Linked DNA regions of Mus musculus: region 1 is linked to region 2. A link is a contact called in public Hi-C data. All regions are on one chromosome and are shown on one strand. The core of a region is the stretch at or near the end of the contact, and the rest is flanking DNA. Distances in the headings are between cores, read along the strand shown.

Region 1 (5,188 bases), core at 1,908-4,407, 74 kb before region 2:
CAATCTCAACAGCAGAAGCAGAGAACTCAGATCTCGCACCACAAGCACAGAGCAGAAAGCTGCCCCTGGAAATAAACCTGAGGTTTTTGCAACCTCAAAGCCCGACTCCCCCACCCCCCACCCAGTGATGCGCTTCCTCCAGCAAAGCCACACCCCCCTAAACCTATGCAAACAGCGCCACCAACTGGGGACCGAGTACTCAAACACCTGAGTCTGTGGGGGATATTTTCATTCAAACCACCTCAGAGGCTCACTGAAGATGTAGGTGGCTGAGAAGTTCCCCTACAGTACACCCACAACGAACATGAAAGCAACGCTGTCTGCCATGGTAGCGAGCGCTGTGCCTAAAAATGGTCATGGCACAGAGAGCAACTGCAACTGGGCTGCCAGAGAACTTGGAGTGCTTGAGTCTGAGGGGTGGACATGAGCAGGGAGGATGAGGAGGGTGAGGGCAGGAGGGCGTAGATCCCCAGCTGGGAACACTGCAGCCGGAGAGATAAGGCAAGGCAGGGTCTCCAAGGCAGGGGGAAGGATGATGGCTGGCCATAGAGAATAGTCACTGTTGGGCACTCAGCCAGGGCTCTGAGGTAGGAATGGCCTTCTTCCCGTCGGCCATCTTATCCTCCGCAGCCAGCCCAGCTGGTGATCGCTTCATCTGGAAAGGCTTCCCTACTTCTGCCCAGAATCACATCACACACACGGTACTAGCTTCTTTGTGGTGTCTACCTCTGAGGAATTTACACAGTTATCTCACAATTGTGGTGGGCGCTTAGACCCTCTCCTGGGAACAGGTAAGTCCCCAGTGCCTGCACTGAGCCTGGCCCATAGCCGGTGCTCAGCGAGTGTAAAAAGAAAAAGGTAACCAAATTCTCAGGTGTAGTTTCCTCCCTGTGATGGCTATTCTCCGTTGTCAACTTGACTACATCTGGAATTAATTAAAAACCCAAACAGCTAGGAATAGCTGTGAGTGATTTTTTAGTTAATTGGATCATTTGCGGTAGGAAGACACATCTTAAATCCAGATCATTTGGGGTCAGAAGACCCGGCCTAAATCTGGGCCACGCCCTCTCATGGCAGCCTACATAAAAGACATGGAAGAAAGGCGCTTTTGCCTTCGGCCTGCTTTTCTCACGGCCAAGTTATAACCTGCTGCTGAGGCAGGTATTAGAGCCTTCTTTGGGATTCTGATGAGTACTAAAGATTAGCTGAGACATCCAGCCTCACAGACTGAACAGCGATTGGCTTCTCGGGCTTTCCATTGGGAGACAGCCATTGTTAGACTTTCTTCCTCGCTGTGCTGGAAGTACCATTATCATCCCCTCTCACAGAAGAGGACGACTAAGGCATAAGAGTCATTTGCTCAAAGTCACATGCAGATCAACTGATGTCAGACACAGACTTCTTGGTTTTGAATAACATCATTTTTTTAAAGAGACATGAAGAATGCTACAACAGGCAGATCATCACACCAGACGTACAGGGGCTCTTAGCTGTGCGCATGCATTCAAGCTCCAAAGGTGGTGCTGTTTTCATCTTGGTGCAGACCTCTGAGTGGATAAAACTGCCAGTTTTCTTATATTTCTGAAATAAACCCATGCTGCTATACATGAAACAATTTTTAATCTTTTTAAAAATATATGTACTTTTATTGTGTATAAATTGGTGTTCTGCCTGCAGGTATGTCTGTGTGAGGGTGTCAGATCCCCAGGAACTGGAATTACAGACAATTGTCGGGGCTGGGAATTAAACCTGGGTCTAGCCCAAATTTTAATCTTTTAGTGTAATAAATGGCAAAAATTATCTTGCATTCCCTCTGCTGAGCCCAGTGTCCCAATGCCATTGTGACTTTAAGGACAGGTGAAATGGCGGGTGTGGGTTCTGCTTGCTCTTTAAGCACAGCTTCCCCTAGAGGCACACAGAAGAGAAGAAAAGAGAAAGTACAGATTCTGCAGTTAGCCAACTACCACTCCCCCACCCACCCAGAAGCCCCTCTGGGTACTCGCACCCCTAGGAGCTTCCAGGCTAACAACACAGCAAGGTGCAAACCATAGTCTGGGAGCCAAGGCTAGCCCTCTGTGAGCCTAAGATACCTGGACCCTGTCACTGGGTCAAAGCAGCACTTCACCAGAATGCAGGGGCTTGAAGACAGTAGAGTGGTCCTACTCTGCAGTCACATATCCATAGGCCCTCCTGGCTTAGTCACCTGCTTCCTGGTTCTAAAACCTTGGGTGAGATGTTTCTTCCTCACTGTGCCTGTTTCTGCCCTGGCGAATGAACAACTTAAAAGTACCAATTTGAGGGAAGTTGCCCCAGTCAAAGTGACGAATAAAATATATACACAAAATGATGCCCCTAAGTACCATCGTCTGAGCATGGTGTCCTGCATCCTGACAACTGCTCTGTATGATCGTATGTCCTTCTCACAGGTGCCTTGGATGGGCACTATGACAACCCACAGGTTTACAGAGAGTAAACGGAAGCCGTTTAATGGAGAGCCGTGTGCTGGCGAATAGAGGGGTAGGGTGGAATTACATCCACCACCGTCTGGTGCAATGTTCACAAGGTGGGGCGGCCTCCCTCCTGTTACCATGGTCATAGCTGCCTACTGAGCTCTACCTGGCCCTACAGATTCTTATGAATGTATATGACAAGTACCCCGGTTTCTTCACAGCCCCTAGATAGTCACACATGAACATCATACTATAGACCCCTCCTAGGAGTTGCTTAGCCCTCACCACTTGTCACCCCCCAGTCTGCGAAGCAGTGACTTGATCAAAGACTTAACCTGTGATGAGCCCCTAATCCCACCTGGCCTTGAGCTTGGACCACGAGCCCAGCAAGCACAATAGAGCCCAACACCGCAGGGGGCGGGCCTGCTGGCATTCTCACTTGGCACCTGCTTGAAAACTCTAGGATTTGAGCCAAGCCTGGGTCTCTCGGTGGCTTCGGACAGTAAACCTGTGTGTTCTGAGAAGTGTCCACAGGAAACAGAAAAGCAGCACCCTTCAGCAGGCCGTGCTCCCGCCTGACCTTCTTCCAAGGCACTGAGGTATGGGTGTGCAAGCGTAAAGGCGGGCGTGCTGTGGAGCGAGAGGGTAGCGGATGTGAGTGTGTCCGTGTGTGCGCGCGTGGCTCCGAGTGTGCGCCGCTGGGATCGCGATGGGTCCGGGGCGGGCGGCAGGGCGGTCTGGGAGATCTCCTCCCCCCACCACATTGAGAAATCTCAGTGAGTCACCGAGTGGTTCTGCATATTAATGAGCTCGCTCTCCGAGAGGGCAGGAGCGAATTTAAAAGAGGCCAGGGTGGGCGGAGGGAAGCTGTGGGGAGATCGCAGCACCCAGCGCCAAGCGCAGCGCGGCACCGCGACAGACGGCAGGAGCACCCATCGACGGGCGTAGCTGGAGCGAGCCGAGCAGAGCAGAGAGAGGCGTGCTTGAAACCGAGAACCAAGCCGGGCGGCATCCCCCGGCCGCCGCACGCACAGGCCGGCGCCCTCCTTGCCTCCCTGCTCCCCACCGCGCCCCTCCGGCCAGCATGAGGCTCCTGGCGGCCGCGCTGCTCCTGCTGCTCCTGGCGCTGTGCGCCTCGCGCGTGGACGGTGAGTGCCGCGAGGGCCCTCTGTCGCGGTCCTGCCCCGTCCTAGGGACCCCAAGCACCACCTAGGCATCCTGGAACCCGGGGCGGGGGGTGGGGGGGTGGATCCCGGGCGGACACCTTGGGCGGTCGCGGAGACCTGTACGGCGGCGACTCAGCAGCCCGGCCGCGCTCTTCCGCAGGGTCCAAGTGTAAGTGTTCCCGGAAGGGGCCCAAGATCCGCTACAGCGACGTGAAGAAGCTGGAAATGAAGCCAAAGTACCCACACTGCGAGGAGAAGATGGTTATGTGAGTTCTGGGGTAGCATATCCTGTGGAGGAGCCCAACCTAGGGTTAGATCGGACTGATAACAGCCTTTCTCTCTGCCTTTGACAAGACCGACTGGCAAGTCCTGGGGACATTGCCTGAGAGTCTGCGGAAAGGGGATGAGGGTGTCTTTGGCCGGTCCCTCTGAGCCTGTCCTTGTTAGGATTCAAAGTGGCAGGCGAGGTTTATTGTAGGCTAGTTAGTGGTTCTGGTGCGCCCGCTTAGAACATCCATCTTCACCAGATCCACTCGGGACACGCACCCGGCCTGTTGGGCCGGCTGGGCTGCCTTCCTCTTACTGAAGAGAGAAGTTAACTTTTCCTTTCAGCGCCCCACGGGTGGACACTTTGGGGCTCCCAGGGCTTTCAATGTGAGAATGCTCCTGTCTCTTCTGCCTTGTGGGTCCGTGCATCTGAACAATGTTGGAGAAAGGGCTCTGCTGGGGTTAATGTGCCATGCCACCACCGCAGCCTGCTTAGTGGGGATGCCGGCAAAGTCTTAAAAACTGGGGCAGAGAGAGAACACTGAGTTTCCTTGCGCCTCAGCCTTCCCAATTAACTACTTGAAGCCAGCGCTGCCGTTTTCCCATCAATACACTCTTGGCCAGGAAGGCAGCCCTTGGCAAAACAGCTCCCAAATATTTGCCATGGACCATTGGCCCCTCTTCCCCTCCCCCAGAAACAGGACACACTTTATTCTCGGTCTGGGCAAGTGCCTTCCACCGGCTGCCCTTGCTTGCCCAAAGGCCTTCACGCAGCGTCTGTGAAGGAAGGGCACACCCCCCACCCGGCACCTCACCACCTCCATCCGCTGAAGCTCAGGGAACTCAGAGAGCCACAGGGCCTGAGCTGACCCGAGTCATGAGCTTCACAATTAACATCCTTTCCCCTGCCCTTGTCAGAGAAGGGAAAACTACCCTTTTCCGTGTGGGCTGGCTCAGGGTTAAAATGCTCCCAGCAAGAGTCACAAGAACAATAGAATTTCTAGTTAGGGGGTCCAAAATGTCAGAAAAGATTGCAAATTGTTTTTGAGAGACCTTGCGGGAGAAAAAAAATAGCATCAGCAACTCAAAAAGAAGAGGATCGTCCCCAGGCAGGCTTTCCTTGACTAAACTTCTCTGTGTAGAGAGGGGAAATTCCAGGCAAAGAAGGCTTCCTGTAGCCTTGGGGAACCTTCCAGGGGCCACCTGAGACCACCTTCCTTAGGCCTCCCTTCCCACCCTATCTTTTAACAGACCAGAGGTTCCTCTTCCCATCTATCAGACAAGGGACCCTTACTTTTTGCCAAA
Region 2 (5,482 bases), core at 432-2,931:
GGCGCCACAGCTCAGGAGATAACGCCCCCCACCCCGCCCCATGAGCCCGCCCAGCCCTGCACCTGCCCCAGGCGACCTGGATGAGCCTCTTGGGAGAGAGGCTGCGGCCCTCTAACTCTGAGAAAAGAATCTCAAGAGCTGCGGGTGACGTTGGGGTTAGAGGAGAAAGAAGCTGCATTTGTAACAAACTCAGTAGACTGCATAGGGACACTGGCATGAACTACCAGGGTTCAAATCCTGGCTCTGCACTGTTGGCTAGACAACTCAACGTGGAGTCCTCATCACCCGGTCATGACCATTCAAAACACCTTCTCTGAGCAGTTAAATCTGGACTGGTGTTAAAATGTACCGCCTGCTCTTAGTGTGGGTTTGGGCTAGATAAAACTGATAGATAGCTAGATAAAACTTCGAGGCTGACAAAGCCATCGATGACACTGGAACGTGAAACCATTTGGGAGAATGAGGCAGATAGAAGATGTGGGTGTGAGGAGTCCTATCTGGAAAGGATTCTTCCCTACGCAGAATATCCCTCCCAAACTCATTCATTTATTCCCCTGACACTGAGAAACAATAGTGAAAAAGGACCTTGGTAAAGTTTATGGAAGCCTGAACTCTCCCTGAAGCCTAAAGACCCCTTTATTGGTGAGATCCTTGTGTTTTCCCTAGCTCCAGTGAACGGACTTTTTGGCTTAAGTATGAAGAGTTGATGCAGCTCCCGGACTGTGCCTGTGGTGTTGCCAGATTCCTGGCCCCGAGGCCGGAAGTTTTCTTGCATGAACCCTACTGGAAAGAAGGGCTGGGTTTAAGCTGGAAATGATGACCACTGGACCACACTTGGGGCACACCAGCTGAATCTCCATCTGTTCTGTTCTCCCTCATCTCCCTCTCTCCTCCCCCTTTCTCTTTTTCCCTCCCTCCCTCTCTCTTTTACTGGCAGGTCTTCTCTGCTCTGAAGGCCAGAAGTTCCCGCATCGCCTTCCATAGGGTCAAGTTGTACGACTCCTCCTAAACCAGAATTCTCTGCCGGTGAGATTAGAAGATGCCTGACCGACCCTAAGCAGGAGCTATCCCTGGGCTAGTCGAGTCTCCGAGCCTCCTCAAGGGGCCCAGCAAGGAGCACTCTGGCTAGCTCTCCTCGAGGATAGGAGTGCAGTGACACCCGTTGCGCACCCCAACTGCAAGTTTACTACTTCTGGTTCTTGTGGAAGTGTGATCCCACTTTTTTTCCGGTGTGGCGGGCACTCGCCCTTTCGTGCTAGCGTGACCATTACGCTAGCTAGGCCTTTGTGGACCTGAAAAGATCCGAAGTCTCTCAGAACGCCTCCCACAGCACTAGTCCCGCCGCTGTCTCCTCCAGGCCCCAGGTCTGGCGTCCCCAGAGCCATTGCACCCTCTGGCCGGTCCTCAACGCGCAGCAGCTGGAGTGTGTAGCACAAGCGGTGGCAGGCTCTGTCTGCCCCCACCCACTTCCAGCCAATGTGAAAAAATGCGTGCGGACCCTTTCCCTCCACTCGGAGGACGCTGGACTGGGAATAAAGTGCTATTGAGACCGGAAGAGGCCGCCTCTGTCTGCACAGCTTTGTGCGACGTTTTCGGAGACATTTGCATCTGTTTGCGCTTGGGTAAACGGCGCTAATAGCTCGGCCAGCCGTAGAAAGCCCGAAGATTGTTCCGTGTCTCCCTCCCCCTCCGGGCTCTGGCCCGGCGCTGGCCGATCAGTGCAGTGCGCCACCGGTGCACAGCCTAGGACTGCCAACCCCGTCCGGTTCAAAGATTGAGCGCCCTCGCCCTCGGCCCACTTTTAAACAATTGCCTTTAACAATGCAATTTTAAGCAGAAAATCGTCTAACTAGATTAAGCCTACATGGCACTTAAAAAAAAAAAAACCACCAAAAAACAAAAACAGGGCGTTAGACGAGTCCGCGTCGACAGAGGAGCGCGGTGCCTAACAGGATAGAAAAGTGTGAAATGCATGCAGAGGTGGAACAACCGGCAGGTGCCGGGCCTCCCTCTGGCCGGCCGGGGCTGGACAGCTCGCCTCGCCCCAGTCCCAAGGCTACAGACCGGACGCAGCTCCCTAGGGAGTGGGCGTGTGGGGCTGGGGGCCCATCCCAGCGACCCCCAACGTGCTCTGCTCGCCGGGTCTGCGGGCTCAGCTCTCCTGGCGCTGCAGCATCCTGCCCACCCCTAGTAGGGAGGGCACAGGGCAAGCTAGTGAGGACGGAACGCCCTCTCCACTCGCGAGACTGAGCAGACAGGCTCTTTTAATGGGATCGAAATCAAAGTCAGGCCTTAGAAAGCTCCATTGCTATGGTAGCAAAGTTCCCCTGAAAGCGACAAAGCCTGGAGTCGCCCCCACCCCTTCCCAGGCCTTGCCCTCGGTCCCCTCCCCACCTCCACCCCCACCCGGCGCTGCCTGGAGCCACGCTCGGAGCGCGCTCGGACGGGTTAATCACTGCAAAAACAAAGACATGAAAGACTCTCCAATTGGAGAGCCCTCCACTCCCTCCTCTCCGACCCAGGGGGAGGGGAGAGCCACACTGATGGAGTTTCCCCACCCAGCCCGAGAAGGCGCCGCAGCCTCAGTCGGGTGGGAGTCCCATCCCACCATCCCCAGGCGACGCCGCCCACACAATCTGGCACCTCCCGGAGGACTGATGGAGGTCGGCAGAGGGGATAGAGGAGATCAGGCGGTCTCCTACCCGACCCCACCCACCGCCACAACCCCACAAAACAGAAACACAAAGCCTCAGGATTTTTCTCGGAAGGATTTATGGAAATGTTTGAAACTGGAAAAAAAAAATTCTACAAATTAAAAAAAAGAAGAACCCACATAATTCAAATTAATCGACATTTAAGGAAAAATTGTAGTGTAAGGCTGTGTAATAGTCACATGTAAAACTTCTAGAATGCTATATAATTCAATGTAATGTGGGATCTAGACTATATATGTATACACATATTTAATACGATGTGATACTTAAAGGCTTAAATTACCTTAAAGGTTTCCTTTAAATCTCTCCTTGGAATTCAGGGGACCCTTTTCCAAGCCCTCTGAGGAAGACCAGCAGGGACTTCAAGCCCTGGAGAATTTGATGGGAGCAGGGCAGGGGCTTGTCTGTTCACAGACCAGGAAGGGCCTATCCTCCCCCCCCCCCCCCCCCCCCCCCCCGGCTGGTGGTCCCTGCCCTTAATTTCTACCTTCAGAGACAATGTGGCAATAACAGGAGAAGGTAGAGCCAGGCAGGAGTATTCCTGAAGTCTGAGGAGTCTTTAGCCAAGCATAAGGAAGACTGCTGGCTTCTGGTCCTTGAGTCTGAGGACAGCATGACCAATTCATTGGGCAATTAGACGTTGCTTTTTGTCTTAAGCCTTTGGGGTCAGAACTACTCCAGTACCCAGAATTACCTAAATATGAGTCAGACATTATCCAAACCATTCTTACTCTTCGTGTCAAACAGAGGCTCCCCAACTCCTCCTCTCTCAAAACCCTCCTGCGAGTTCCTGATTTAGACTTTAGAGTCCTTGCCAGGCACAGTGGTGGTGAACATCTTTAATCCCAGCTTTCATAGGCAGAAGCAGGCAGAACTCTTGAGTTCCTGAGGCTAGCCTGCACCACAGTGAGTTCCAGGATAGCCAGGGCTACACAGAGAAACCCTGTCTCAAAAACCAACACCCCCCCCCAAAAGACCTTGAGTCAAGGTGACGTGTGTTTTAAGGTCTCAGGAGTGGAGACCCTTTAATTATTCCCATGGTCAACAGTGGAGCTGGAGAGGTGGGTGGCTCAGTGATGAAGAGCTGGTTTTGATCTTGCAGAGGACACTGGTTTGGCTCCAGCACTTGTATGGTGGCTCACAACCCGATTGTTGTGCACATTCACATACACAGACAAAATATACACATTAAATTGAAGAATCTTAGTTCTTTTCCTCTGAGGCCCTGTATCCTGGCACGATATTAAGGCAGCCCTGAAAGTCTCGAAGAGCGCTAAGCAGAAAGGAGATGAAAGCTCTACTCCTGGCTTGACTGATTCCTGTTGGGTGTCTTATTCTGAATATGCCTGCAAAGGCACTGGCATCAGCTTTATTTCACAGCTGGGATGATGGCACAGAGAGAGTCTGTCTTGGGTCATCCAGAATAAGGTAGCTCTGTCATGACAGCGACATCTAAACTGGGGACCCGCGGGATGATGACCCAGGGGATGTACATCCAGGTGAACGGGCCTCCTCTCTGCCCTCTAACCTCACAAGGAGCAGCCACTTACCCTGTTGCCTCAACCATGCCTGCTGTGGGAGGCAACATCATAAGCCCCGCCCCTTCCACTTAGCCTCAAATCCTCCGGAAGGAGACCTTCCCACCGCAAAGTGGAAAGAAAGACCTAGGCTTCTCTGCTCAGGGTTGATGTGCAGACAACGCAATATAACTCCTTCTGCCTCCATTGGCTGCCTTTCTTTGTGTATCTCTCCAATTCTTTCTCCTTCACAAAAACACAGGCATGGACCTCCGAGATTTTGAGCCCAGGTACAAGATCCGGGTCATTTCAAGACTCTGATTCTGGGGCTGGAGAGATGGCTCATCGGTTAAGAGCATAGACTGCTCTTCCATGAGGCCCTGAGTTCAAGTCCCAGCAATCACATGGTGGCCCACAACCATCTCTAATGGGACTTGATGCCCCCTTCTGGTGTGTCTGAAGACAGCTATAATGTACTACTCATATACATAAAATAACTTTAAAAAATACTCTGATTCCAAGACTTGGACCCAATCCAAGATTGGATATAAGAACAGACCTGCCTCCAAGCTTTGGGGCAGGAGTGCCCCTGCTCTAAGGGACTATTGATAGGATCAAATGTTACAAACTATAAACTGCTGACCCCTGCATTTGAGAGAGAGAGAGAGAGGGAGGGAGAGAGAGAGAGAGAGAGAGAGAGAGAGAGAGAGAGAGAGAGAGAGAGAGAGAGAAAATGTCCATGATTACTAGAGTTTCTCGGTGGAACCCTCATTGTCTCCAGGCCTGGGAGAACGTAGCAGAGGCCTCAGCCAGCAAACACCATAGTCAATGTTTCTTCTTGCTGTTTGTACAGCATCTGTCAAGCTTTTCATCTGGGGGACAAGATTTCATTCTATAGTCCCAGCTGGCCTGGAATTTACTATGTAGCACGGAATTCCTCAACTCATGGCAATCCTCCTGCATCCACATCCTGAATACTGAGACTACAGAATATGCTTCCCCCTCTTCACAAACACACACACACACACACACACACACACACACACAGAGCCTGCTAGTTAAGTGTTTGTTATGTTTCAGACACCCCACCAAGTAGGTTTATCTCATGGATGCATCAGTATGAGTCCACTACACAAAAGGAGGCCCAGCAGACAGGCACCTGGAAGCCAGGTAACCTGCATGAGTCAGACAATCCAGCCCAGGATGGCTTCTCATTCCTCCTGATTCCAGAACCATGCCTTCCACCCCCCC

Evidence for each region. A called contact is a pair of places that touch in the nucleus more often than the background predicts.
Region 1: a Hi-C map of forebrain shows a contact between it and region 2, with 2.5 times the contacts expected there. The contact joins the promoter of Cxcl14 here to the enhancer-like site in region 2. A contact is called at or near these places in 3 of 484 Hi-C or Micro-C datasets (embryonic stem cells and forebrain), 2 of 115 datasets of contacts at active chromatin or transcription factors (both in embryonic stem cells) and 2 of 9 other capture datasets (adipose tissue and pancreatic islet).

The regions. Positions count from the first base shown.
Region 1 is chr13:56,294,520-56,299,707 of GRCm38.p6, reverse strand. It overlaps Cxcl14 (chemokine (C-X-C motif) ligand 14), which reads left to right and starts at 3,157. Exons shown (of 4, transcript NM_019568.2): 1 at 3,157-3,598; 2 at 3,777-3,882. The coding sequence starts at 3,535.
Region 2 is chr13:56,218,295-56,223,776 of GRCm38.p6, reverse strand. 4930550C17Rik (RIKEN cDNA 4930550C17 gene) reads left to right here. Exons shown (of 5, transcript NR_131023.1): 5 at 667-1,553. Among named protein-coding and RNA genes, the nearest start is that of 4930550C17Rik, 23 kb to the left of the region's middle. Within about 2 kb of position 1,681, at least 75 of the 459 cell types and tissues checked have an H3K27ac peak or open chromatin away from gene starts, as enhancers often do. A contact at or near this core is called in forebrain, where this site is marked.